Linked DNA regions of Mus musculus: regions 2, 3, 4, 5, 6 and 7 are each linked to region 1. Evidence: chromatin contacts called from public HiChIP or PLAC-seq and promoter capture Hi-C data. All regions are on one chromosome and are shown on one strand. Each heading gives the region's core, a stretch centred on a gene start, on an enhancer-like site or on the middle of the called end of the contact. The rest is flanking DNA. Distances are from core to core; before and after follow the strand shown. Region 1 holds the start of Ypel5 (yippee like 5). Region 2 has its middle 16 kb from the start of Smchd1. Region 3 holds the start of Spdya (speedy/RINGO cell cycle regulator family, member A). Region 4 overlaps Srd5a2 (steroid 5 alpha-reductase 2). Region 5 holds the start of Togaram2 (TOG array regulator of axonemal microtubules 2). Region 6 overlaps Togaram2 (TOG array regulator of axonemal microtubules 2). Region 7 holds the start of Xdh (xanthine dehydrogenase).

Region 1 (3,873 bases), core at 540-3,039:
CAACCCATAGGCTTTTCATTTTCTAGGCCCAACATCTGTTCTCCTCAGAATACTTCCTACTTCCTCCTCCTGGTGTCTCCCTGCCCCATCTTTGAACTTCTGTAACACTCATTTCATAACTTACCAATATTTGGTCCTGCACGGTTTCTCGATTTCATTGGTCTGTAACCTTTCACTAAATTGGGAGTCCAGAGAGAATTCCCCTCCTCTGGAATCTCCTCCTTACCTAGTAAACTGTAGGTACATATGCGATTAATTCTTAGTAAAACAACCCATATCAAGGCACTTCACATCTGGCACAAATATGCACCCAAGAAGATTTCGACTTTTTCTATGTTGTAATGCAGTTGCAATCCCGCCTATGGGGCTATGCAAAAAAAAAAAAAAAAAAAAAAAAAAAAAAAAACCGATCTGATAAGGTCGGTTGACCTGAACCAGCCAAGTTCAGTTATTTTCCAAAAGCAAGGCAAGCCTGAAATTACTTTCAGATTTTCCATCTGTCAAAAGCCACCAGAAATAAAAATCCTCAAGATTTCCAAGAGGGCTCTGGAAACAGAAACAAAAAGTTTAAAAATAAAAAATAAATGAGTCGCACACCTTTCCTTCCTGTCACTCCAAAAGGAGATCAGTCTGGCGTCCGGATGAAACAGACCTGGGTACTACTGCGGCTTCCCACTCCCGCTGGCAACACTCAGGCTTCCTACCAACCTGCACAGCAGCGTGGAGTAACGGGGTGTGCAGGAGCGTGCCCACCGCAGCCAGCAGGAAAGAGCCTCCCGGTCCGCTCCCCGAGCAGCACCGGGGTCTGCGCCAAGCCGACCGCCCGCAGCCGGCCCAGCTGATCGCGCCCACGTGACTCCCTCCAGCCAATCGCCCGGCGCAAGGCGGAGCGCGCGGCGGCGGCGGCGGGGCCTCCTCGGCACAACAAACACAGGCGGAACAGCTGGGCAGGCGCGGGCGACCGGGCGCTCGGCACCCGCAGGCTACCGGGCAGTGTTCCCCACGCCCAGGGTCCAGAGGGCAGCGTGATAGGGGCTAGCACCGACGAGGCGGGCACGGCCCACAGCCCAGACACCCGAGCACGAGTCGAGCCTCCGGAGCGGCGGGGCGGGCGGGGTGCGAGCGCGGCCCTGGAGCGCGGGCCCGCGGGCCGGCCCCGAATCGGAGCCCGGGCGCGCCCCCGACGCTGCGGCGGGGACGGCGGCTGTGGGGGCGGGGCGGCCTAGGAAGTGGGGGTGTCACGGAGAGAGCTGTCTGCGGACCGGCGGCCCAGGCGACAGGCGCCGAGGGCGGCGGGCGGGCGGGGGCCGCGGGTCGCTAAGGGGGTCGCGGCTGTTGTGGGCTCGCGGAGCGCTCCGCTGCGCGGCGGGGGCGGGTCGGCGGCGGCCGCCGCGCCACAGCCTCACAAAGAAGGACCGCCCGGCCCGGCCCCGCGGCCCCACGGCCCCACAGTCCTGAGAATTGCCCTGGTGGCCCGGCCAGGACCCTGGACGAGTGGAGAAGGGGAAGAGGCACTTCCTGCCTGGGCCCCCGCCCCGGGCCGCTCCCCGAAGGCTTCGAAGCCGCCGGCCCAAGGGCTTCGAGCCCCAGCCGACTCCGATCCCGGCGCCCACCGCCGTACTCACCGGCGTGCTGGGAATCGGCGCTGCCAGCAGCTCTTCGCTCCTCAGCTGGGTCGAAGCCCACCTCGGCCTCCCAAGTCTTCAGGTTTAGTCAGGCCTTGGCCCCGCCTCTCCTCGGTCGGGCCTCGGCGTCAATCACCGGGCGTGGCCCCGCCCTCCCTTCAGGCGGCTCTCCCGGTTGGCCCGCAGCGCCCTTCATTTCTAGGCTCCGCCCCTCTCCCTGGCACTCTGCCCCTTCCGCCGGGCCCCGCCCCTTCTCGGGCTCGCCCTCCCCCCACCCTTGCCCGCTTACACTCCGCCGCCCACCCCACCCCGAAGCCGCAGCGGATGGGCGGACTCCTCGCCGCTCGCCCCGCCTCTAATTCGACACCTTGCATCCTTACGGCCAATCAAGGAGGCTAAGTCTGCCTCCTCGGCCGAGGCGGCCAATGTAGTGAGAGTGAGGACCCGCCCCCCACTCCCAGCTGAGCGCACACAACACAGCATCCACGTGAGTCAGCTTCTTAAAGGAGACGCCTCAGCCTTGGTAATTGCGGCAGCTGGGACTCATTGCCCGTCATCGGCGTCACCTGCTGGCGGCTGAGGCCATAGCTTCCTGATAGCCAAGGAAGCCTAGAAGAAGCGAAAACAAGAGGCTGTTTTCTAGTCAACGCTGGTATTGAGGTTAAAGGGCTACCTAGGTTGAAATGCCCGTTTTACCATCCCATCAGGCCACTTTCTCTTGGCTTACACGAATTGCCTTAAACAAATCCCGAACTCTTTGTGTCTCGGTATATAGGAATTCATTGTAAACAAGGTTTTTTTCAGCGTGCTTGGTTCTATTTACAAACTTTCCAAGTTTTCTCTTCTCTTCCCTCTCTCTGTTTCTGTCTCTATCTCTTTGTTTTTCGAAACAGGGTTTCTGGACAGCCTGGAACTCACTCTGTAGACCAGGCTGGCCTCGAACTCAGAAATTCGCCTGCCTCTGCCTCCCAAGTGCTGGGCTTAAAGGCGTGTGCCACCACGCCCGGCCCAAGTTTTCTCTTGACCGTTGAAGTAATTCTCAAAAACTTAAGTCTTTTATGTGGAGATCAACTGTCTTGTTGAAAAAGACAGCTGTCCCCTTAGCCCTCCCTCACCATGTTTAAGATAAGTTGGAAAATTTTTGCCATTCCGTTGGCTTTCCCAGGTAATTAAATCTCTGTTGGCTGTCCATAAAGATGACAGAAATACCTCAAAATATTTCATGTATTAAATAAACATAAAATATATAAATTATACACATATATATATACTAGCACTTGAAATTTGTAGCATAGAATATGTGTTCTGACAAAACCCTGATACTTAACCCTAAATCCTTCAGTACTTTTCATTCATTTATAAAATAAAGAGTTACTGTGGCCTGGTTTTGTAGAACATGCCTTTAGTCTAGAGTGAGTTTCAGGACAACCAAAGCTACATAGTGTCTCGAGAAAACAAAACAAAACAAAAAGCTACTCTGACCATCAAAGATAAAAGACTATGTTTAGATTAAAGAGAATTTTGCTGGAGGAAAAAAAGCATTTTGGGGTATATTGGGAGATTCTTATAATCCCTTTATTTTTATTTAATACAAGACTGTTAAACTTAGAGCTGTGTACACTGGTCTATAGCTATTGTCATGACACTCTGGAAAGCCGAGGCAAGAGCATCAGGAATTGCTACAGTGACTGACACTGTCTTAAATCAAGGTACACATGTATTCCAGGAAAGAAAGTACAGTGCCTCATTTCCCCCCAGAATTTGGAAACAAGGCCAGTCTCATACATTTTAGGCAGTACTCCACCACTCAGTTCCATCGCCCTCCCTCTTTCTGAATACTAGATTGAGACACATTCCACCTTTAATGCCCATGTTTGTCTCCAGTTTTCCACTGTCCTGCTGCTGCTCCCGAATAGCTGGCTTACAGATTTGTGCCACCAACCCTAGCATGCTTTCCGAAGACTTCAGTTCTCTGCTGACAATTTCAAAATGGGGAAGGGTGGGGACACAGTGTACTTCTTCTAGTTTTCTTCTTCTTCTTTTTTAATTTAGCCACAATCAGTCATTTTTAATTTTAGTGTGTGTGTGTGTGTGTGTGTCTTCATATGTACATGTTGCTCTGAGTGCTGGAGGAGGCTGGGAAGGTTGTCCTATCATCTGGAGCTAGAGTTGCAGGCAGTTTCAAGCCATTCAACATGGATGTTAGTGATCTTGGAACTCCTGTCCTCTGTGAGAGCATCAAGTATTC
Region 2 (3,873 bases), core at 902-3,401, 1.3 Mb after region 1:
TGCGATTACACTTTGTCTCCATGTCCAAATTATGTGTTATGGAGACCAAACTCAAAGCCTGTTAGATGCTAGGCAAGACAGCTATTACCAGCCCCGCAAAAGCAAAACATTAATTAAAAGAGAAAGAAGTCGGGCATGGTACTGCATGATCCACCCTTCTGGCAACTGATGTAAAAGGATCATGAGACCCCATCAGAACTAAAGGGAAAAGGGAGGCGCAGGGCAGAAAGACACTCAGTAAACCATCACTCCTCATCACTAATTATCTAGGGCTAAAGAGTCCCTGAGCCACAGGCACAAAGTTCCGTGTACATAGATAAAGAAATGAGAATAACAGCTTTTGCTTAACATTTAACAAGTTTCAAAAGTATCCCTTCTTTTTCCTTTACTGTTTTTTGGTTTGGTTTGGTTTGGTTTGGTTTGGTTTGGGTTTTTTTTTGTTTGTTTGTTTTTGATTTGTTTGATTTTTGGAGACAAGGTTTCTTTGTTTAACAGCTCTGCTTGTTCTGAAACTCTCTTTGTAGACCAGGCTGGCCTGAAACTCACAGAGGGAGATCTGCCTCTGCCTCCTGAGTGCTAGGATTAAAGGCATAAACCACCATACCCGGCTTGACTGTTAAGTTTTATTTATTTATTTGTTTGTTTGTTTGTTTATTTATTTATTTATATTTTAATTTTTTATTTTTTTGTTTTTCGAGACAGGGTTTCTCTCTGTAGCCCTGGCTGGCCTTGAACTCAGAAATCTGCCTGCCTCTGCCTCCCGAGTGCTGGGATTAAAGGCGTGCACCACCACGTCCGGCTGATGGTTAAATTTTATCAAATAACTTGTAGGGATTCTAGGACATGGATTGTGACTTTTTTCTAAATATTTCCATATGATCACTTTCTCAGCCTGGGGCTGTAACTCAGTGGATAAGCACTTCCCTAGACCCTGAATTCAATTTGAAGTTCTGTCTGAAAAACAAAACATCCCTAGAATAAATACCATTTATGAAATTTATGGAATTTAGAGTCATGGTATGGCTCTCTGCTGCTAGATTTAACACTTGGGTTTGCTTGGATTAGTTGTTTATTATTATTAATAATGTGTATAAGTTTTTGCCTGCATGTATGTCTGACCCACATACATGCCTATGTCCACAGAGACCAGAGGATATTGGATCCTTGGAATTGCAGATGGATTTTAGCCACCTTACCCTTGCTGTGAATCAAATCTGGGTCCCCCGGAGCCATCTCTTCAGCTCTGTTGGTTTGTTTTTGAGGGATGGGTCTGGCAACTCATGGCTGACTTCCTGTCTCAACCTCCTATGAGCTAAGATTATAGATTCTAAGCAATAGATAGATAGATAGATAGATAGATAGATAGATAGATAGATAGATAGATAGATAGATATGCCCAGCTTTTTTGTTTTCTCTCTGAGGTGGAGTCACCCTATACTGTCCATGCTGGTCTCAAGTTTAGTGATCTCAGCTTTCCACTTCAGTCTCCAAGTAGCTGGGACTAAGTATTCTACTTTTTAAAATGTATCCAAAAAAGAAATAAAAGAAAGTAAAAATAAATAAATAAAAATTAAACTTCTCTAGGATAAAAGTCTTAAAATCTGGGAGTGATACTACATGCTTGTCATCCCAGAATTTGGGTGGCTAAGGTAGCCAAGATCTGAAGTTTGAGGCCAGCCTGGGATCCTGTCTTACACTTGCACGTGTGTGTGTGTGTGTGTGTGTGTGTGTGTGTGTGTGTGTGTGTGTATGCAAAGGCGGCCTGGAGAGAATTTAGACTGAAGGTAAATAACCTGAATCCCAGAGAACTTAGAGCAGCTTTTCTGCTTCTCAGTCTTAGGTAAATATTTTAGTGAGGCCTCGGGGCTAGTGAGCTGGTTCAGTGGGTCAAAGGTGCTGCTCTCCAAGTCTGGTAACCTGAGTTTGATCTCCAGAAACCACGTAGCAGTGGAAGGAGCAAAGCAGTTCTGCCAAGTATTCTAGAAATCAAACCCTTGTCCAAGAAGCTGAATTGAGCAAAATGGTGACATGAACAAAGCAAAAGAAACTAAATGTTATGCAACTTTAGCTCTCACGTCGCCAAGGAACATAACACTAACCCAGGGTACGGTGTCATGGGACAGGAAGATAAGAGTAAATGTGGGCTGGTAAAATGGCTGAGTGTGTGGGTCGGTGGGTGGATGGGTGGTTGGGTGAGTGGGTGGGTGGAGAACAGGATGTGCCAAGGCTGTGAAAGTCTGTAACCCTGGAGCTGCTTATCCTTCATAGACTCTCCAGCCTCGGAATGAAAGAGAGAGATAAGCTTTAAAGCAAGCCACTTCACCCACTAGAGCCTAGCAGGGTTAAAATACAACTAGAGAAAGTAGCCTGTAACGGCTCATTGAGGGAAGGGAAGAGTTAGGTGATCTCTCCTGAGAAAGGACGAAAACACAGCCTGTTCAGGAGCCAAAGAGGCCACCTCATGGGGCTGGAGAGAGAGCTCAGTGGTTAAGGGCACTGGCTCCTCTTGCAGAGAACTCTGGTTCAGTTCACAGCCTTCCCATGGTGACTCACAACCATCTGTAACTGCAGTTCCACGGGATCTGACACCGACTTTAGGTCTCCACAGGCACTGTGCACACATGGTACACTTACATAAATGCAGTGCAAACATTCATACACACAAAAATAAAACTTTTTTTTTAAAAACAAGGCCATCTTGGAGAACATTGGGGGTTCTCTATCTTTAAAAAGAATATAGCCAGTTGTACATATCTGTGATTCCAGCACCCCAAAGGCTGGTACAGGAGGATATCCCCCAGTTTCAGTCCAGCCTGGACTATATAGTGAGACCCTATCTCAAAAAGCAAAACAAATCAAGAAAATACAAACCACAGGAGATTAAGCAGATGTGTAAAATATTTGTTGTGTAGGCACGACGACCTGAGTTCAGATCCCTAGCACCCTCATAAAAAGCCAGGCATGGTGGGGTGTCTCTAACCCCAGTGCTGGGGGTTTGGACAGACAAGTGGATCCTGGAGCTGATTGGCTAGTCCACATAGCTCATCTGTGAGCGACAGATCCAGGAGAAACCCTGTTTCAGAAAATCTGATGAAGAGAGATAAAGGAAGATACCTCCAGTGGGCCTCTGACCTCCATGTGCCTGCACACACGTGCATGAACACAAACATGCACACAAAAGACTCAAACAGCAGTGTGCTACCAGAGGGATGAACGAATCCTTTATTAGGAAAACAAATCCTTTATTACTGTGGTGATTTGAATAGGTATGGCCCCCGTAGACTCATGTCTTTGAATGCTCGGCCTACAGGGAGTGGCACTATCAGCAGGCATGGCCTTGTGGGAGTAGGTATGGCCTTGTTGGAGGAAGTGTGTCACTCTGGGAGCAGGCTTTGAGGTTTCCCTATGCCCAAACTACACCCAGTGTGGCAGACAGTCTACTTCTGCTTTGTGGAGATCAAGTTGTAGAACTCTCAGTTCCTTTTCCAGAGCCGTGTCTGCCTGGATGCTGTCATGCTTCCTGTCATGATGATAATGGACTCAACCTCTGAAACTCAGCCAGGCCCAATTAAATGTTTTTCTCTATAAGGGTTACCATGGTTACGGTGTCTCTTCAGCGTCACAGGTAGAAAAGTATCTTCTCGTAGTACACTCAGACCCTGAATTGCCTCCTACCTCCTCCTCCAGACTGCTGGGATCACAGGCATATAACACCAAACCTGGTTTATTCAGCATCTTTGGAGTGCGTCGGCTTTGAATGTGAAATGTCCCCTTGGAGGATCATGTGTTGAATGCTTGGTCCCCAGCTGATGGTGCTGTGTGGGAAGGTGATGGAAGCTTTAGGTGACACCTGGTTGGTGGAAGTATGTCACT
Region 3 (3,873 bases), core at 596-3,095, 1.3 Mb after region 1:
CCAGCATGGACAACTCAAAGCGAAACAAACAGAACTAACCAACAACCAAAATAGATGGAAATTATAATTAGTTCTACAATTATTTGTCTTTTGATTCCTTCATCTGCCTTTCTTCTGGGGGGGGGGGGACGACCCAACAACAAAAAACCAAACAGTCATTAAGTTTCTCAAAAAGGACCAGGGCAGGGCTAGATTCAGAGGTAAGACAGATATATCAGAATGCAGAACACTGTGCTACATTGTCCAGGAGCTAAGTTTTACTCAATGGTAAGTGACTTTTAAACAATGTTTTTATATTGAAACAAAATAAGAAAATGCAAACTTCATGTATCAGATTATTTCATCTAAGACTTGAGAAAACAGGGAAAGGAAATGGCTGAAATTCCCAAATAGAGATTCACTAAAGTTCATAAAGACTGAATCAAAGTTTGTGCAGTTAAGAGCTTACGAAGAAAAACTGCAGCCTGTGTCAAATTCTACTTTGCTGTATTTTTTTTAAATTTAGCTCTTTGTTTAGATGCATCAATGAGTAAGAGTTCTAATGCAAGAGGGAAGAAATAAAGAACAAGTGAAAAAACGATGAGGCATTTCTCAAGAGAAAGAGTGAACGGGGAAATAAGAGAAGCTCGCTGATTGTCTCCAAACAAGACACATTCTGTCCTAAAGGGAAGCTGCTTAAGACGAAGTAACGAAACAAGACTCAGAAAAATAAACAACTCCCAAGAGTCGACAGGCCCCTGTCCAAGGTTCTAAAGCAGTAAGGACGGCAGCTTTCCCAGGGCTTCCCCTGAGCTGGGTGGACTTTTCAGGGACGCAGCTTGAGCCACACAGGCTCTATCTGTCAGTAAGCCCTCTCCCACAGATACCCTTGTAAACCCGGGCTTCACCAAAGCGGACTTGGGTGGAATCCCTACTTTGCTCTGTCACGAATGCCCTGTCTAGGGTGAGCAGATATTGATCGATTTGGACCTCTGAAGGAAAAGTCTCACAACATAAAAGTTAAAGATCCTTCAACTCAGTGGCATGCATTCGACCCAACATTGGGAAAAAAAAAATCACAGCAAAATTCATAAAGACGATGTCCGGGTGTGTGAGGTCTGGGGTTCTGTTTGTCTGGTACATACAGCTGAATTCTGTAAGCATCTGAAGAAACTCTGGCGACAGGATCATATGTATGTGTATGGCTAGTGGTTACTATATATATTACATATGTGTGTGTGTGTATACACACGTATACATACACACACACACACACACACACACACACACATATATATATATTAGAAATAGTTTCTCCGTGTGAGCATCTGACAGTCAATCGCTGACGACAGGGGGCAGGTAGGCAGGAAAACTTTCGTACTTTTGGAGAAAGTGGCTAAAGGTGTCGCGATGAGACGCGACAGCTCAGAACTCCAGCCCGGGAGGACTCGGGCCGGGGGCGTGGGACACGGGACACAGCGGCAGGACTCATCCCTCAGCCCCGTGAAGAGGCCGAGCCTCGCTCCCCACCGCGCACCAACCCCGCGCCACCCGCCGGAGCCGCACTGCCCGGTCTCCCTCCTCTCGCCCCGCACCGCCAGTTCCCGTCCCCGCCTCCGGGATGCCCGGCCCTTGGGGCCGGCGGGGCTGCTCGAGGCCGCGGGGATGTGGGGCTGAGGCGTCCCCGCCTCCTCACGCAGGACTGTGGGAGCGAGAGGGAGGGCACAGGCGACACCCAGAACCCCGCCATCAGGCCCCGGCGGGCGGGCGGGCAGGTGAAGGTACCTGCGCAGGCCGGCGAAGAGCGAGCGGCCCCACAGCCTCCGCCTCAGCGATCTACCTCAGGCGGTTGCGTGCTGGGTCGCTAGCCGCAGGCCGCAAAACCCGCCTAAGAACCTCAAGCGGAGGGCCGGGAGCGCGCGGCCGCGGGAGCCAATCAGAGCACGGGAACCGCCGAGGGCGGGGCCTGCGCTATCGCCCCGCCCCGCCCCTCGCTGACCGGGTCGCCTCCGCCTTCTGCCGTTATTCCGCTCCAGCTCTCTGTATCTTGATGCGGTCGCGCTTTCCCTCGAACGCTGGCTGTGCGGAGCGGTTGAGGAGCCCCGGACAGGACGAGGGGACTGGGCTGCCCTGAAGGACCAGGGCTGCTTGCCGTTCCCCCTCCCTGCCTCTCTGCTCGCGCCTTGGACCTGGGTGCTTCTTCCCTTGTGCACAAGTGTGTAAGAGGAGAAAGAGCCCACGCATGCTAGCTCAAAAGGTGTGAAATAAAGTGGCCTTTAGTGAGCAAAGGGCAACGTTCTTCCATTCACAGCCCTAAATGCTCCTTTTGTCATGCCCGTGCCTTCCTGAGACTCCTGGGATATAGCTGGTGCATAATCAACGCTTGCCAGTCCCACCCCTCCAATTCAGAATCTGCTTTATATATATAGTATGAGAGCACCATACAGTTCTGACTTGTTATCAAACTCAAGTAGACTAGTAACTGAACTGGTAATTAAGACTCTCTGTGGAATTTTGGGTTGGTCCATACATCCAGAGATTAACAGACAACATGAGTTGGGTTGTGGAATCTTCCCCCTTTTAGCTACCTGTACTCAGTGTTTTGTAGAACTTCCTTAAAATGTGACTGAGTAGATAAAACCAAGGTCATGGTAATGTTAATGGCTTAGACAAAAGTGTTACCAGCCCATTAGATCTTCAACCTCTCTCAGGCTATCAATTCACCTATAAAATCTCTAACAAGAAACACTGAGTCAGGAACTTAAGGAAACTGATGCTACGTGATGCTGAAGTACACTGAAAAGGTATGTTTCCATAATAATGTAAAAAATATTCTAAACATACATACAATGAGCCCTTTGAGTAGGAGCTAATTCGACTGTTGTTAAGATCTCAGGTTCAGGGATAGAGAGACAGCTCTATGGTTAAAAGTACTTGCTGCTCAAATTCCTAGCACACATGTGGCAGCTCACAACCACCTGTAACTACAGTTCTAGGGTATCCAACATCATCTTCTGGCCTTTGCTGACATAAGGCACACATGTAGCACACATGCATACATGCAAACAAGACACTCATAAGCATTCAATTTTTAAAAATGAAAATGAGTAAACATCTCAGGTCCATTAGCAAATGGCACAACAGAAAGTACCTTAAGTAAGGAACCCAAATAGAATTCAGTTCTTTGTTTGTTTGTTTGTTTGTTTTTTGAGACAGGGTTACTCTGAATAGCCCTGGCTGTCCTGGAACTCACTTTGTAGACCAGGCTGGCCTCGAACTCAGAAATCTGCCTGCCTCTGCCTCCCGAGTGCTGGGATTAAAGGTGTACGCCACCACGCTGGGCTAGAATTCAGTTCTTAGTCTCCAGCCACCCCAGTTATCCCGAGGACCTGCTCCCTCATCTTAGCTGTATCTTCACAAGCATGTATTGAGGATGAAGCAAGATATTGGTAAACTGGGAACTGTGCACACAGTGCTTTAGCACTTCCAAGGATGTGACAACTTGTAGAGAGAATCTCTTATGTACTGTGTGGAAGCATCACCTGTTAGCTGAGGCAGGAAATAGAAGGTAGGACATCTGGCAGAGAAAGAAAGGATTCTGGGAAAGATCCAAGAGCAGTTAAGGTCGGCCACCTGGACTAAGAGGAGACGGACATATGAAACTGAGGAGAGGTAACCAACCATGTGGCAGACACAAACTAGAACAAACAGATTATATAAGTTATAAGTTAGTTGGAAAATGAGCCAAAACTTATGGCCTAGGCATTTATTCATAAATAATTAAGTCTCGGAGTCACTTCAGAACCAGTGCCAGTGGGAAACCCCGAGCCTGCAACAAGTTGGTGGTGCATGATAGGAAAAGTGAGAGGACGTAGAAACTCCTTCAAAGAATGT
Region 4 (3,873 bases), core at 858-3,357, 1.2 Mb before region 1:
ATTATTATCGACTCCTTGGCATCTGAAGAACTAAGTTAGACCGTTCGTGATGTTCATGGCTAATCAGACCCTTTGCAATAGACAAGGGTCCTTCACACAGTCAAAGGTGTCATGGGCAGAACGGTAGGGGAACAGTGTTATCTTTAAAAAAAAAGCAATAGAAAGAAGCTCGCTCCTTGTGCCAGCTTGCGCACAGCTGGGACAAAGTTACTGGACAGAGTGACGTCAGCTCACAGCGTCCAAGTGAGGAAGCTTAGGCGAGGGAGCCTTGTCGTACTAGGGGAGTTCTTGTCATTGGTGGCAGGAACATGGAGTGACTTGCTTCAATCTCCATAGCAGCTAGGAGAGTGGAGAACTTGGGCAGGAACCAGGCTGTCTTTCTCTTTCTATAGTCCATACCTGATAGCCTTCCACCTGCCAGCAAGGGCCCATGGCTGAAAGGTTCTATACCCCTCTGAAACATTTCACCAGCTGGGGACAAAGTGTCCACAAGAATCTGAGGGCAGCACTCACATTCCAACCACAGCAACACTTTAAAACTTCGGCTTAATAATTACGTAAAGATAAGCAGAGACAGTTCTTACAAAACCAGACTGCCAAGGGTTTTAACCGAGTTATGAGACCGAGATAGAATGACTTAAAAGCACAATGTAATGTAATTATAGAAGGAGAAAAGCTGTTTTGGTCACAGCTTTCCTAGTTTAATATGGCTCATAAAGTTTGAGTGTGGGTATATTGGATGTCATTGGACATAGCTTGGTTTTTAGATAGTTCTGAGAGAGGAAATATCTTGTGGGGTAACTTAGCAGCAGCTGAGTTTTCCCAAGCCAAATATTCACTGCTTTCAACTTGAACAGTGTATAGTGTAGGGGGCCGGGTAGTGGACAATCAGAGGGTCAGACAAGAATCACATCACTCACACATGTTAAGTCTCACTTTGTGGGGCTGGAATGCACCATTAGTGGTTGGCATTTGACCTTGCCAGGAAAGTCTTAGGAAGAAGCTGCCTGAAGAAGTCCTTTCATGAAACGAGACAAAAAGCAGGTCTTCGGCACCTCTTGCTTGTCTTGCTTGAAGCTGGTGGTCCCTTGTAAAGAAACGGGCAGGAAGCCCCTCAGGGAGATAGGGCCACTCCTCAGGATTCCAGAACATTCTCCAGACAAGGGGCTAGTTTCCCTGCGTCTCTGCAAAGCTTCCTCTGAATGCTGGCTTTACGTTCCTTTGCCTGTCTTTGTGCATTTTGGAATGAGACACAGGGATGCAGTGTCACGGTAACGCTGTTCTGAGTGCTGTCTTTTTTTGATTCTTCTGCACACAGGTGGCTTGTTTACGTATGTGTCTGGAGCCAATTTCCTGGGCGAGATTATTGAATGGATGGGCTACGCTTTGGCCACTTGGTCTGTTCCAGCCTTTGCTTTTGCATTTTTCACACTTTGTTTCCTGGGGATGCAAGCTTTTTACCACCACAGGTAAACCTTTAACAGAGAGGTCTGTCTTAGTTTTGTTTCCTGTTGATCTGATAGTGTTTTACAACGAAACAACGTAAGAAAGAAAGGGCCCGTTTGGCTCCATCTTCCGGGCTATGCACGTCAAGGTGGCTGGAACTTGAAGCAGCCGGTCACATTGCCTTTATAGTCAAAAGTAGAAAGCAAAACAAATCAATGCATACATACCATATATGCTCTGTTTGCCCCTCTTCATTTAGACAGTCCAGGGTCCCTCACGAGGGAAATAAGCCTTGCCAAAATTAAGACGGGTCTTCCTACATCAATGGACTTAATCAGGACAACCCTTCACAGGAATTTCTCTGAGGCTATCCTTAATAGAAACAGTCCCTCACAGGTGTGACCAGACTACCCCCTAAGGGTCAGGTTGACAGTTAATAGTGTCACAAGGTCGTTGCATCTACATAGAAGTATTCGTCTCCAAATAAGATTTATTACCACCTGGCTGGAAACTTCAGATAGTGGGTTAAGAGGTGAAAGAAATGTCACGTTTCAGTTCAATTCTCTTCCACTGTATTTCTTGATGTGTCTGTTCTCCAGGGATGAGACCATTGCCAGCCATCACCAAGCAAGGAAAGCAGATGAGCTCCGAGTGCTCCATCTGCTGGTACATGTTGGAACTGCAGGCAGTTAAGGTCCCATTATGCCACACCCCTACCCTCACCCCACCCCCTTGGAGGGTTGGTCTAACAAATCGTTAATCCAGGGGTAGAGAGGGGCTAGGGATCATTGAAACCCTGTCCCTCTCAAGGTAGGAGGTGATAGGACGTCACCTGCTTACTTTCAAGTAACTTTTATAGAAAGATGAATGCCTAGAGACCAAGAAGGAACACATGGATTAAAGGACTGAGCTGAGCGCATCTTAATCTTTCTCCTTGGTGTTTCTGCCTCGCCTCAGTGTTTTTGTCTGGCTAATGATTTTTCTAATAGCTTTTAGGATTAAATGAGGCACAAGCTCCTTTTGAATAGAAACTGAGGCCAGTTTGGAAATAGGCAAAGCAGCAGTTTCTCCTGTGACCTAATCCTACAACTTCCTGTCTCGAAAGGGACAGGGTTTCAAGGTTCACAGCCTTTGAGAGACATGGCAACAGCCCACTTCAGGAGAACCTGCTGTCCATCAGAGGCAGTAAACGAATGACAGAAGTCGGGGCATTGCCTGGTACATGGAGCGTCTCTGAAGAGCATAGACAGAGTTCTCCGTCAATATTTCCACCAGGAGTTTCCAGCTGGTGCAATGTCAAAATCAAATTGAGGCTGTCTGGTTATATTCCTCCCGGAGGGAGAGCCAGGGGTGTCTCTTTTACTAGGACTAAGAGGGCTTTGTGACGGTGCTCCTGAAGCAATGGCAGGCGTTGGCGGGGGAGATGGAGCACACAGGGTCTTTTCAAACCAAAGCAGGGCAGACCGGGCTCTTCTGGCACGCGTGATCACTTTTGTCTTCCAGTTCAAACCCAAAGCACTTTAGCAGAGTGCATTTTGTCTTTATTATGCCTCGAGGGCCATTAGTTTCAACCAGTTAAGAGGACAACTTGGTCAGCATTAATTTCCTCAGGCTGTCACAGGAAAGGACCTCAGCTGCATGGCTTAGAGCAAGGGGAAAAATATCTATCTTCTCAGAATTCTGGAGACCAGAGGTTTGGCCTTAAGGGATAGGCAGGGCTGTGCTCTCTGGAATGGCTTGCTTCCTTGCTTCTTTCTGTTCAGTTCTGGTGGAGACTCACTGTTCTTAGTTCTCCATGGCTGGGGTAGACTCATTCCAATCTCTACCAGTGTTCCTGTGACCTTCTCATCCTATATCTCCTTCATGTCTCTTTGCAGATCTGTGGGATTAAGGGTCCATCCTGCATCAGTATGAGCTATTCCAATTCATTACATATGCCATGACTGTTGGTCCAAAATAAGACTGTATCTTCAGGCATTGGGAGCTAGGACTGCAACCTACCTTTTAGAGGGCAAAATGAGATCCATAGTAGTAGTTGCATCCCCAAACTCCTGGAAGGGATATTTTCAAGAGATGCTGCCGATTCTCTGAAGTTAACGTTGTCCATGCTTTTTGTAAATTTTATTTGTTGTAAGCAGGTGTCTAGTTAGACACAATAATGAGCCTCGTGGCATTTTCATAATTTATAATGTGTTTTTACTATATGCATCTTTTATTTCTATTTTGTTTTCCTCTTGCTCTTACATGTTTTTATCTTATTTTCAAAGGTATACTTTAATTTACGTGGTGTGTGTGTGTGTGTTTGTATGCATATGTGTGTGTGGACACTCAGAAGACGGCATCAGATACTGGAGCTGAGTAATTCGGCAAGGATTTACAAACCTCTGGACATGTGTGCTGGGAACCAAATTCCGGGTTCTCTAGAAG
Region 5 (3,873 bases), core at 566-3,065, 1.2 Mb after region 1:
TCTGGAGGCAATCCAAATGTTCACCGGGGAAATGGAAGGATGTGTTGCGCGGAAGGCTCGTCGTCGGGAGACAGGGCAATGAAAATAAAGGATTGCTATATTTACTGTGCCACAGATGACCACAGCGGTAAGTTCAGTGGAGGAAACCCCCCTCCTCCTCCCCCCCCCCCCCCAATGACTGACTATGGCACTGTTTACCAAGCACCTGAAGGAAGGCGAGCATGAACTGGATCCTTGGGAACACATAAATGGGTGGTAGGGCTTTGTACTAAAAGAAGAAGAAACTAGGAGAGTAATAAGCCCTATTCGGGAGGTGGCTGTGATAAGGACAAAGAGGTCCCATGGGCTGGTCTGCCATGGTCAGAGGCCCCGGCAGCACTCCTTTTTATAGCTGTCCCAGAACCCGGTTGTGAATCACAAACAGTATACCTTACTGCCTGACAATGGTGGCCCTCGGGAATGATGGGACGATATGCCTTGAAAAGCAAGTCTCATTAGAGCCTAGGTCATATCCTCCCGTCTCCAGTCCTCCTCCACATTCTCCTGCTTCGGATCTGCTGCTCCCTGGACTGAACTCCAGCCAGTTGTGAGAACAATGTAGGACTAAGATGACCTGGCTATGGGCCTGTCACTCCCCCCACCTAGGACCAGAGGCCAGCATGGTCCATGGCTACCACACTGACGCCCAGACAGATAGAAGCTCTCTTCACCCTTTACGCTTCTGAGGAAGAATGAGGCCTTCTGAGGGCAGGCACAGTGGCACACCTGTGATCACAGCGCTCTGGAGAGACAGGGGTACCAGAAGTTCAAAGCCATCTTCAGTGACCTAGCAACTCCCAGGCCAGCCTGCGCTACCCTGCCTCACAAAAGACAAACGGAAAATAAACAGTCACCCTTCCAAATCCCCTCCCATCAGTGTGGGCCTCGTTCTGGATGGTAGCCAGTAGAACCACAGTGTTAGGAGACCAAAATCAATCAAGCAAGAAACACGCCGATCTCCACTTTCTTGGCGGCACAAGAACAAAAGTTCCACGCTGGCCTTGGGCTGGCCAAGTGCCCACCTATCTCCACCCTCAAAACCAGGGACAGGAGAGCTTTTACATACAAGGAAACTGAGACTCAGAGGTGCAAACGCCAGCCCCATAGTCCAGTAAGTGTGTCTGGTGTCAGAATTCAAACCCAGAGCAGAATCTTTCCAAACCTTCACTGTAACTCGGTGCTCTAGTCCCCAAGCTTAGGACTGTCCCCACTCCTGCCAGCACCATCGTTCTCAGCACCCGCAGGGAATTTAGCCCAGAGGAGCAGAACCAACCATTGCCAAGGGTCACTACCCTGGGGAAGGGAGCAGCCCAGAGCAGCCCTCTTCCTAGACTCATACCAGCCAGCCAGCAGCATGTCTGGCCTCATTCAGAGAGACCCAGAGAGAGGCAGAGATCTCCTACTGTGACACGGCTTCCCTCTCCCCTCACTATGCTCTTTTTGCTTGCTTCAAGTTCAGATCTCCTCCTTCAAAGGATTTCGAAGGCTTGGCCCTCCCATCCAAACAGCTCGGTGAGCGAACGCCAGTATCTCTCACCTCTCCATCCAGAGGCCAATCCCCTGTCAGTGGAGGAATCCAGGGTCCTTAGTCTCTCTGGAAACAATGCTGTCCCTGCACAGAGGGAGGCAAGGGTAGGGCATCACCCACCTGGCCTGCCTTGGCCCAGGGCCAGCTTAGGAGGCCTAGGCCACGGCCTTCTGTCCAAGCAGGTACAAGAAAGCCCACAGCCGCGGCTGGCACACTCCTGCTCTCTGCCAGGCTCCTCTTGAATAAACACGGCTGCATGGCAACCGCTCTCTGAAGGAGCCCAAGTCCCTGTGTGGAGGAGAGAGAGAGAGAGAGAGAGAGAGAGAGAGAGAGAGAGAGCACTAAGACTTTTCCCCTCGGCCTCATTTCCCCCGTGGCTTCCCCCGGTGCTGGGCACGCCCCAGAGGCCAACCTGTCCTCTAGGGCCACAACAAAGCATGGGGGAGGGATAATGCACGAAAGCATCCCAGAGCCAGCTGGGATCCACTGGGTAGTGGCTGCGTCAAGAAATGTACAGCAGACTGAGGCAGGAGCCATAGGAAGGTGATCCTATGCACACGGCCTCTAGGCCCCAGAGGCCTCTCTGCTCATCAGCTTGCCTCCGTAGGCAAAAGGCCAGGTAGGGGCAGGCAGCAAGCAGAGCCGGGTCTGACCTCGATTTTGCTGTTGCTGTTTTACGCTCTATGACCAGGGCTTAACCTTGCTCAGCCTCAGTTTCCCTCATCTATAAAATGGTACTGCCAGGAAGAAGCACAGCGTTTGTCCAGAACAGAATAGGCCCTCTGTTTATCTCCACAGAGATATTTTTGTAGCCGAAAGCCAAACATTTGGGAACTCTGAAGTCTCTGTGTGTGCTTCCTCGAGGAGCCCCTCCGTGCACCGGTGTGTCATCCCCTCAGATAGCAACTGTTCCTGCCTCTTGCCCTGCCCTCTCTTGACCCTCTCCAGCCCACCCTCCAAGGCATACAGGGGAGGAGCACACAGCTTTTCAAAGCACCACTTGCCCAAACACTAAGGGTTTTTTTTTTTTTTTTTTTTTAGGCAACCCCTCCAACTTCTCAGCGAGGAGTCCGCTCGGCAGACACAGGAATACGGAGCGGAGGAGTCTGGAACAGGCTGCCTCACTCCCAGGAAGCCTAGCTGCTGAATAAATGCATCCAGTACAACGCTTTCCTCTCTGTGGTCCATGGGGACCATCCAGAAGCCTCTCTAAGGAGCAAGCTCCAAGAGCAAGCGAGGCCACTAGTGGCCTGCCAGTAAGAATGGAAAACCAGGAGAGGGGCGCGCACACGCCTTTGATCCCAGCACTCGGAAGGCAGAGGGGGGAGGATCTTTGAACTTGAGGCCGGCCTGTTCCAGGACGGCCGGACTACAAGAGGAAACCCTGTCTCAAAAAAGAAAAAGAAAAAGAAAAAAGTACTAGCTATCTACCTGTAGAGAGCAGTGGTCCCACCAGAGGGCGCCAGCAGGGTCCTCTGAGGGAGAAGCTGACTGCTACCAAATTCCTGAGCCTGGGGGCCCTCCTCCAGAGTCCAGGGGACATGCAGAGAGCACAGGCTGCCCCGGGAGGAACTGAGCGACCAGATAGATGGTTTACTACCCACACAGGGCTGTATCCCCTCCACAGTAACTCCTTCCCTCTTCTTTTCTTTTTCTTTCTTTCTTTTCTTTTCTTTTCTTTCTTTTTTTTCTCTCTATGTAGCCCCCTGGCTGCCCTAGAACTTTCTATGTAAGTAACTCTGTCCTAGAACTTTCAATGTAACCAGCCTCTTCTAGAACTTTCTCTGTAGCCCTGGTTGGCCTGGAACTCTTTGTGAAGACCAGGCTGGCCTTGAACCCACAGAGAAACGCATTCGTACCTTCCTCCTGAATGCTAAGACTTAAAGGTGTGCACCATCATGCCAGCCTCACAGAAAGTTCTGTAGGAACACTTGAAATAAATTAAGTAAACAGCTTAAAGATGTAGATTCACAAGCTCTCCGACACATTCAGGGACTCCCTCCACCTCCGAAACCTCTCAGGAAGATCTCTGTCACTTCCCAGGTTGGCAACTGTAGTCAGTGGAAGACATGTCAGTTCTGACCCTATGCCGTGGTTCCCAACCTTCCTAAAGCTGCTGTGACCCTTTAAAGCAGCTCCTCATGTTGTGATGACCCCCCCAACCATAAAATTATTTTCACTAATACTTCATAACTGTAATTTTGCCTCTGTTATGAATCGTAATGGAAATATCTATGTTTTCTGGTGACTTCTGTGAAAGGGTCCTTTGAGCTGCCCAAAAGGGTCTCGACCCACAAGTTGAGAAC
Region 6 (3,873 bases), core at 528-3,027, 1.1 Mb after region 1:
ACAAGAAACAGATGGGAGCTTCTGTGTGCCTTGTTATTGCAAGGACAGCATGGGGAGGGACACTCAGTGAGGCACCAGAAGCACATGAAGCCAGAGCCAGGCTGCTGAAGTAGGCAAAGGGCAGCTCCTCCATCAAAGGGCAGTTTGGGGAAGCAGGAGGTGCCTCGTGTTGCCATGGTAACATGCATTCCCTTCCATCATACTTCCTCTAATGCTGACCAGCAAGCCATGAAAAACCAGAAGTCCCAGGGAGAGTGTGGGTCTCCAGGGGGAGGTCAGGCCATGGCAAAGTCACCCAGAGCCCAATGACCCTGGAGATCATAGCCACGAGGAAAGACTCCAGGAAAAAAGAAAGAAAAAAAAAAAAACCAGGAATTTTGAGGATGGGCAGATTTGAGCAACAGATGAAAGGCATGTAGGAGAGTGCCTGGAAGATCAAGACATGGGTATAAAACCAAGAGAAAGAGGAGAAAAATGTCAACCCTAGCCACAGCCACAAAGGTCATGAGAGGCATTGGACAGAGATCGAAGACTCTGTCACTAATGCTACAGAGAGAGGGAGAGAAGCTGTGTGCCAGGAGAAGCGTCCCGTGGTAAGGAAGGCCAGTGCAGAGGTGAGTGTGAAGGTGAGGATGGAAGAGAGCTCCCATCCAGGAACAAGTGCAGGGACATGGTCCCACAGTCTAGCAGGGCCCAGACAAAGATAGAGACATGGCTGTGACCAGAGAAGGCAGCCCAGGAAACAGGAGATCTCGGAAAGCCAGAGAGAAATGGAAGACTTTGGAAGATCAGGCCAAAGAAATGCAGGAGGAGGATGTGACAACCATAGGTGGTGATTTAAGTGACAAACGTGCCCCAGAGTCTTGGGCGGGGATGGGGTGGGGGGTGGTAGTGGCAATGTTTGAATAGTGTGGCCTTGCCCACAGGAGTTATGCCATTTGCAGGTGGGCTCTGGGATTTAAAAAGCCTCAAGCTATTCCCGGTATTCTCGCTCTGAGGGTCAAGATGTAAGCTCTCGGCATCCTGTGCTATGATGCCTGATGTTGCCCCACCACCGTGGGCTCTTACCCTCCAGAACTCTCTGTCCGTGTAAATTCTTCCATAACTTGTTTGACCCTGTGTGGTGTTTTATCATAGCAACAGAAATGTACACTCATACGCCGCACCGGGAAAGGCAGACCTATAGTGGCTGAACGCCCACTCACATACATTCCCAGACACTCACATGTGTGTATACAAATGCACACACAGACACAAACATGATTACAGATGTACACTCACAGGCATGTGCCTAGGAATTCTTACATACCCAATTGGGGTATCAGTCTGGGCTGGCCACTGGATGCTGATAGCCGTCTAGAAGGCTCTGCCTGTCTTCTTTACGAGCAGATTCATGATAACCTAGAGCCTCTGCCCCAACTGTTTCTGGGTATGAAGAGCCTTTTGAAGTCCAAACATTTTATGAAAAACCCATATACCCACACATATGTATATGCAAACATACACACACATGACCACACACTATATACATTATACACACATTATACATGATAATAGTGGTGGTTTCAGTATCTGTCAGTTAAGAAAATACAAAATAAGAGAGAGCCACCATGGGCTTGACCATGCCCTAAAACAATGTGTATTTTATTCATCACTATGGCAACTGTAGACATTGAGAAACTAGAAAACAAGTTACTGCCCACATTACTGGTCATGAATGCCTTCAGAGCCAGCCAGAGTCCAGGATCAGAGGAGCCGCAACAACAATGCTGTGGTCTCCGCATGTCTGCCATTCACAAGAGGGGATTTTTACCCTTTCCAAACCTGGTGCCTCAAGACTGTGCCAGCCACGGTGACTCAGCAGTGAGGAGCCCAAGGGAAGGGGGGTGGGGGGCAAGACAAGTTACAGGAGAGATGACCACAAACAGACTTGAGATTTTTAAGTAGGCCGCTTACCGCGTATGTGGGGCCTTTGGTCCCATAAGCACATCCTGGCTTGGACACAGGGGGCTGGGCAAGGAGCCAGGCCTGCAGGAAGAGGTCCCTGTGGGCATCCGGGCCTTCGGAATGGGTGGGATCACGAGGCCTCCTAAAGACTTGTGCATCTTCTCATCAGCGCAGTGTAAGTATTGCCTGGAAATCTGCACCTGTGAGGGGGAGGGAGCCTGGTCCTTGGAAGCATGACTCACACTGTACTTTCTGCTCCTGGTAACCTCGCACAAAGCATCTCCTGGCAGCTGGTGAGAGGATGCTGGGAAATGTCCTCTTGTTTCCCTTTTCGGTCTCTTAGCCCCACTCCAACCCCTCTGGGAAGGTCACCCCTTCCCAACCACTCCAGGTAGGAAGACTGGCAAGCTTTTCCGTCGCTTTAATTATTTTTTGGATTTTAATTTTTTTTTAATCTTCTCATTTCAGAAAAATCTTTGACTGTGTAGAGCTGGAAGGGACCCTCTAAAACCCCCAATTCAAAGCTCTGCTTTTACAGATGTACAAAACAGCTCTGGGAAGGCGATGCCAACGCCTTCCTCCATGCCAACAAGCTGGCATTAAGCAAGAGATGAGCAGAAGACCGGGAAAAATCCCAAAACATGAACACCAAAGAAAGCCTGGGTCCACCAACTCCAGGACAGAAAGGATTGTAGCCCCCATACCTCTCAGGCAACCACACACACACACACACACACACACACACACACACACCACTCTCAGGCCAGATGTAACAGCTGGAACGCTACAGGGAGACGTGAAATGAGGGTCTCAATGCCACCCTGGTCTTGAGGACTGTCTAGAGACATTTAGCCGGGGCACAGGGACAAGAGTTGATAAAGGAATGGGGAGCCACAGAGCTGCCTTACCTCCTGGGCACTGGCTCCCGGGTCCTGGAGATCCTGTCTGCCTCCAGGAGGGTCCAGGTCCTTCTCCTTAGCACTGTTGGCCTCAGGGGTGGTGGGAATGCTCTGGATGGGAGGCATCGGCCTGGGTACCCTCAGGAGCCTCTGTGAGGTGGTGCGGGGGATTGTGCTCCGCAGAGGAACCCCTCTGGGGCCTCCCACCGGATCCAGAGAGGCTGAGCAGGGGTAAGATGGGGGAAGAAGTTAGTACCTGGAGCACGGAGAGCTGAGGGTGATTGCTGTACTAACCTAGGCCTCACATCCTGGGAGAAGAAGGGATGATGGAGGGGGAGGGGAAAGAGCTGGGCTCCCTCCAGCCTGGCACCCAACATCCACCAGATCACTAGCTAAGCAGCGGGTTTTGCGGGTCCCTTTTCATTTCCATAAAACATGGTAGAAATGCAAATCAAAGTCAAAGATGGTACAGGTGGAAAGACAAGAGCAGTGTTGGGCTAAGAGAGAGCTAAGAGAAGGCACAGCTGGCCCTGGATAGACGGCATACCACCCTTCTCATCCCTAACTTCAGATGGAAAATGTCCCTCCTCAGACCATTTGGAGCACTCTCTCCCAGCTGGCTGTGCTATTTGGAGCAACCGTGGAGCCATCAGGAGATGAGACCCAGCTGGAGGAGGGAGGAAGTAGGTCGGTCACTGGGGATAGACCTTTGAAGTCACAGCCCAGACTCTGGGTCCAACCTTGTGTTCAGCTTCCTGACAGGACCAGCCTCAGCCTCATGAACCCACTTCCACGAACGGAGTTCCCCCACCCTGCTTGCCTGCCTGCCCCACCATGCACAGTGAAACAGTGAACCAGTGTAGATCTTCTCCTCTGCAGATGTTTCTGCTCCGTGTGCTGGTCAGAGATGTGAAAGTAATAATATATTCGAGGAATACGCGACAACTCAAGGAATATACTCCAGAGAAAAGTCAGCCGTGTTCCTGGTAAAGCCCAGTCCTTCTGTGTGCATCCACAGAATGCCAAT
Region 7 (3,873 bases), core at 431-2,930, 1.1 Mb before region 1:
TTTGCAAAGGTGATGGAGCTGACACTAAATCCAGCCTTCAGAGTTTTCCCTGGGACTGTGGGGGAAAGGCAGAGCTCATGAAGATGAGTCACTGAACAGAACACCAGTCCATCATAGGAGTGTGAGGAACAGGGAGTTAACAAAACACACCTTAGGTTCAGCCTTAGTCCCTCTCCCCACCCTTTCCCTTCCAGGTCACCACATCTCTGCCTCTACTTGATTGACATGTTAGGTTGGACAACTCTTTATTGTGAAGGATTATCCTGGGCTTGGGATGGTTAGTTCCATTTCCTGGTCTCAGAAGCATCATAATCATCATCATCATCATCATCATCATCATCATCATCATCATCATCATCTTCAACAACAGCCCTACCAGGCATGTCACTAACATCCCCAGACAGCCAAACTGCCCATTTCGTAAGGAATTTGATTCCGGGTAGCAAGTACTGTTTTATGATGACCAGAATATCCTGGACCGAGAAACTTGAAGGGATTTGGTGCATAAGTCTAAGGGTAAACTGGGATATCAATTGACCGACAAATAAGTTCATTCTTGGTTCCGTCAGGGCTGTGCCAGCAAAGGGGCGTTGTGTTGATGATGTGACTGTCCCAGGAGTCCTGTTTCCCAAAATGTTGTTGCTGCACCAGGCTCATCTGACCATGCACTTTTCTTCCTTTTCTGTGGTCTTCCAGGACGATGACACATGTGTCCCTGTAGGTTGGCTGAGTGATTGAGTGACTGCAGGGCTGGGGAAGGACAGAGTGCCTGCTGATGTGAAGATGGGTGGAATGGAGTGGTGGGAGGTGGAGCAAGGAGAGCCCACGAGTGTTGTCTGAGTGGATGCTGTGCATAGGCATTTACACCAGAAGCTAATGGTCCTTGATGGAGCTGGGGGCTCTCAGCTCTATTAACAGACTGTGGTGGGTGTTGTTGTATTAGCTTATTTTATTTACTTGGTGCTTGTAATATGTTTTGGTGTATGAGTTCCTCTGATAATTTGACAAGTTTTGTGAAATTCTGGAACATGATTTGTTATTGGGATTGTTCCTGTGACTGTTCAAAAGTGATTATTTCCATTCTCTGCAAGTTTATAAGGCACGCCCGAGAGACCTTTTGCTTTTCAGCTTTCTGCTTTTGGTGTCATCCTGATGTCCCTTTTCCAGGAAGAAACAGCTGAGTCCTGCAGGCGATAAGTGACAGGCTGTAGTCAAAGGTCAGGGTTTGAGTCTGGACATAAGGGTCTGTGTCTCTGACCTTCACATTCTGCCAGGCCCTGAGAGAGTGAGCTGTGCAGGCCAGTGGCGAGCCTGTGTCAGGGTGAGCCGGTTTGGGAAAATAACAAGTGTGAACGGGAAGAGAGTGAATCAGCCTCAGTGGCTGGCAAACTGCTCCTTCCCTGCTCTTCCTGGTATGGCAAGTGGGAGGAGGATGAAGCAGGTTTCACAAGGGCAGGTGCCCAGAATTCACAGTCATCTGGTGCCAAGATGCAGGCTTCCTTAATCTACGGCTGCACTTTCCTCTGTGCACTTTGACTAGGAGGACAGAGTAGGATCTGTGGATTGGCTGTCTGGTCCTTCCTGGATTGTGCAAACCTGTGACTCTTGCCAAGAGCTGTCCATGCCTGGAGCTGCTTCTTTCTCATTGGCTAACTTTGTTTCATTTTGCTGGGAGGCGTATCTTTCAAGTTGCAGGCAGTGATATCTACAAGCACCTCGCAGCAGCTCGGGGACTCCGGCCGTCACGATGACGAGGACAACGGTAGATGAGTTGGTCTTCTTTGTGAATGGCAAAAAGGTAAGTGGCAGTTGACCTTTGGTTTAGAGATTCTGCTGTCTGAAAGGGGACCTGTGTCACTTCTCTTGTGTGGACACTTTGATGTGTTCTGGTCTCATCTTACCCCTCAAAAGATATTGCTGTAGTTTGGTAACTTTAGAGCAAGATGAACACAGGCAAGACGCTCAGAGGGCAAAGGAGGAAGGGGAGGGAAGAGAGAGGGATGGCCACTCTATGCTAGAGGACACACTGGCTCAGAGGTGGGAAAAGGAACAGAGTCTAGGTGAGAGGAGGAGGCAACAGCACTTCCCTATTTCTGTGTTTCTTCTCTGTTTCTAGTGTTTCAGTGGCTCTCTTTAATACAAACAGCAGGAGGCGGGCACTTTTATGCTAATGCCGGAACATAAAACACACACAGCCACTGGTTCTGATATATGATCCTGTACATAGATTTAACTAGAGCTGATTTACTGTGCGGCAACATATACTGACACCTTGTGGCAAGCCATTATTGTCATTATTTTCATAAAGGACTCCTCCATCACCATCTCTCAGTTCTATATGTAAATATTGCAAACCCCTTAAACGGCACTTGTGAATGTAGGTAAAGTGGTATGGGGTCCACAAAATCCCTGATAGCCTGAGAATCTTTGCAAGGTCAACTCGGTGCAGGGAGAGAAGGAGCAAGCTAAGTGTATTGTTTCTGGCGTTGTTGGCCTCCCTTCAAGGTACTCCCAGCACTGCAGCTCCCCACTTGAGGTCACAGGAGAAGAACCCTCATTTCCCCCACTGTAACTGGCCACATGGACTTCATAAACCATGAGTGGGCCAAAGGCTTCCCCCCCTCCCCAAACAATTTTACTTGTTTTTTTATTTTGACACTTTTGTGTTGATTAAAGAGACTGAGTAATTTCTGAAGAAATTTGCAAGAATGGACATGTGATTTCAAGAATTCCTAAGGGCTTAGACTGCCAGCATCTGCTTGGCTAACTAGCACGCAAACTTTAGGAGTCATTTCAACACCAGTACGGTAAAGCCTGTGGATTCAGTGGGAGTGGCCCCATCCCTGGATCCCTGAATCTCTCTGATATATTGCTTTTGTGTGTGTGTGTGTGTGTGTGTGTTGGGCAAGCTTGGACCAAGACAAGGGCTAGGGTGAAATGCCTAAGCTGATGGTAGTAAGGCTTTTGAACTCAATCTTTTAAATGTCTTTTGTGCCCAATGGTTGCATCACAGAGGTGAGGAAACAGCTGTTAACTTGGCTCCCTGGAAATACTGTGCACACACAGACATCATCATCTTTGGGATGCTCATAAATGAATTTTTCCCAGTGAGCTAGTGGCAGGTTCAAAGTGTTCTGAAGGTCATATCTTGCTCTAAGGTCGGGTGTTGATTTATGTGTGACCCACAGTTCTTCTGGGGGGATAGCTTAGTGTCAGCCTCTGGTTCTAGAAAGGAGTGTTTTTGAGGTGAACTGGCTTGGCTGAAATTGCTTCTCCTTGCATTTTACTAGCACTGGAGAGAAGTGATTTTTAGATTTTTTTAGAGTGTAGCATCACACCAATCCCTTCTATTCCTGGGAGCTTCTGGTCCCGTCAGGTTATCCTGAGGAATAGCCAGCCTGTCATTTAAAAAGGTGTGAGCTCTCCAGAAGGATGAAGAAAGTAAGGGCAATTGGTGAGTAGTAAGAAGCCAGAGCTAGCAGGCAATCTGAGTGAGCACAGGCAGATTGAGTAAGTTCAGATTCATTTCCTTCTTCAAGATGTTCTAGGCATTGGGCCAGAGAGATTGTGCAAAGAAATTACCAAACGAGCGGTAGAAAGATGGCAGCTGGTTCTCCTCAGGGCACCTCTTCCTTTCCTTGTTTTCTACACTGCATGGTTCTGTCTGCACCAGTGGGCTTAGAGAGGGCTCAGGTATGAGACACCAAGTGCCTGTGGAATCTTCTGGGAGTGACCTGGACCTTAGTGACCTGTCCTCTTCTGGAGTCAGTACTAAAGGGAGAGCGTTGCTCAATATTTCACCAGCATTGTGGGTGATGTCCTCTTAAGGGGCCAGGATTCTAGTTTTACTGAGAGGGATGCAAGAGAAATCCC

Evidence for each region. Promoter capture Hi-C pulls out the DNA fragments that hold promoters and counts their contacts. HiChIP or PLAC-seq counts read pairs in DNA pulled down with a chosen protein or histone mark. Capture Hi-C pulls out chosen DNA fragments and counts their contacts.
Region 2: a contact with region 1 is called in a promoter capture Hi-C map of the 3T3-L1 cell line, with 9 times the contacts expected there. The contact joins the enhancer-like site here to the promoter of Ypel5 in region 1. A contact is called at or near these places in 4 of 39 promoter capture datasets (the 3T3-L1 cell line, hippocampal neurons, maxillary cranial neural crest and 1 more), 2 of 484 Hi-C or Micro-C datasets (CD4 T cells and embryonic stem cells) and 3 of 115 datasets of contacts at active chromatin or transcription factors (embryonic forebrain, large pre-B cells and microglia).
Region 3: a contact with region 1 is called in a promoter capture Hi-C map of the HPC-7 cell line. The contact joins the promoter of Spdya here to the promoter of Ypel5 in region 1. A contact is called at or near these places in 15 of 39 promoter capture datasets (the 3T3-L1 cell line, 3T3-L1-derived adipocytes, the C10 cell line and 11 more), 2 of 484 Hi-C or Micro-C datasets (the N1E-115 cell line and muscle stem cells), 7 of 115 datasets of contacts at active chromatin or transcription factors (astrocytes, cardiomyocytes, craniofacial prominence and 4 more) and 2 of 9 other capture datasets (adipose tissue and liver).
Region 4: a contact with region 1 is called in a promoter capture Hi-C map of pre-B cells, with 4 times the contacts expected there. The contact joins the enhancer-like site here to the promoter of Ypel5 in region 1. A contact is called at or near these places in 9 of 39 promoter capture datasets (the 3T3-L1 cell line, 3T3-L1-derived adipocytes, the C10 cell line and 5 more), 1 of 115 datasets of contacts at active chromatin or transcription factors (thymic regulatory T cells) and 1 of 9 other capture datasets (adipose tissue).
Region 5: a contact with region 1 is called in an H3K4me3 HiChIP or PLAC-seq map of embryonic forebrain, with 7 times the contacts expected there. The contact joins the promoter of Togaram2 here to the promoter of Ypel5 in region 1. A contact is called at or near these places in 13 of 39 promoter capture datasets (the 3T3-L1 cell line, the C10 cell line, HPC-7-derived erythroid cells and 6 more) and 10 of 115 datasets of contacts at active chromatin or transcription factors (acute myeloid leukemia, differentiating embryonic stem cells, embryonic forebrain and 7 more).
Region 6: a contact with region 1 is called in an H3K4me3 HiChIP or PLAC-seq map of stem cell-derived neural progenitor cells, with 7 times the contacts expected there. The contact joins the enhancer-like site here to the promoter of Ypel5 in region 1. A contact is called at or near these places in 15 of 39 promoter capture datasets (the 3T3-L1 cell line, the C10 cell line, HPC-7-derived erythroid cells and 7 more), 1 of 484 Hi-C or Micro-C datasets (bone marrow-derived macrophages) and 5 of 115 datasets of contacts at active chromatin or transcription factors (acute myeloid leukemia, embryonic midbrain, large pre-B cells and 2 more).
Region 7: a contact with region 1 is called in a promoter capture Hi-C map of adipose tissue, with 3 times the contacts expected there. The contact joins the promoter of Xdh here to the promoter of Ypel5 in region 1. A contact is called at or near these places in 9 of 39 promoter capture datasets (the 3T3-L1 cell line, 3T3-L1-derived adipocytes, the SN4741 cell line and 4 more), 1 of 484 Hi-C or Micro-C datasets (uterus), 3 of 115 datasets of contacts at active chromatin or transcription factors (large pre-B cells, microglia and pro-B cells) and 3 of 9 other capture datasets (adipose tissue, liver and macrophages).

Annotation. Positions count from the first base shown.
Region 1 is chr17:72,834,544-72,838,416 of GRCm38.p6, reverse strand. Ypel5 (yippee like 5) reads right to left here and starts at 1,789. Exons shown (of 3, transcript NM_027166.6): 1 at 1,626-1,789.
Region 2 is chr17:71,489,444-71,493,316 of GRCm38.p6, reverse strand. No RefSeq gene overlaps it. Among named protein-coding and RNA genes, the nearest start is that of Smchd1, 16 kb to the right of the region's middle. Within about 2 kb of position 2,151, at least 45 of the 459 cell types and tissues checked have an H3K27ac peak or open chromatin away from gene starts, as enhancers often do.
Region 3 is chr17:71,550,033-71,553,905 of GRCm38.p6, reverse strand. Spdya (speedy/RINGO cell cycle regulator family, member A) reads right to left here and starts at 1,845. Exons shown (of 7, transcript NM_029254.1): 1 at 1,765-1,845.
Region 4 is chr17:74,018,980-74,022,852 of GRCm38.p6, reverse strand. It overlaps Srd5a2 (steroid 5 alpha-reductase 2), which reads left to right. Exons shown (of 5, transcript NM_053188.3): 4 at 1,319-1,469. Among named protein-coding and RNA genes, the nearest start is that of Gm24475, 20 kb to the right of the region's middle. Within about 2 kb of position 2,107, at least 22 of the 459 cell types and tissues checked have an H3K27ac peak or open chromatin away from gene starts, as enhancers often do.
Region 5 is chr17:71,671,203-71,675,075 of GRCm38.p6, reverse strand. Togaram2 (TOG array regulator of axonemal microtubules 2) reads right to left here and starts at 1,815. Exons shown (of 20, transcript NM_177087.4): 1 at 1,577-1,815.
Region 6 is chr17:71,689,720-71,693,592 of GRCm38.p6, reverse strand. It overlaps Togaram2 (TOG array regulator of axonemal microtubules 2), which reads right to left. Exons shown (of 20, transcript NM_177087.4): 5 at 2,856-3,067; 6 at 1,957-2,147. Among named protein-coding and RNA genes, the nearest start is that of Togaram2, 18 kb to the right of the region's middle. Within about 2 kb of position 1,777, at least 64 of the 459 cell types and tissues checked have an H3K27ac peak or open chromatin away from gene starts, as enhancers often do. A contact at or near this core is called in hippocampal neurons and stem cell-derived neural progenitor cells, where this site is marked.
Region 7 is chr17:73,948,003-73,951,875 of GRCm38.p6, reverse strand. Xdh (xanthine dehydrogenase) reads left to right here and starts at 1,680. Exons shown (of 36, transcript NM_011723.3): 1 at 1,680-1,798. The coding sequence starts at 1,748.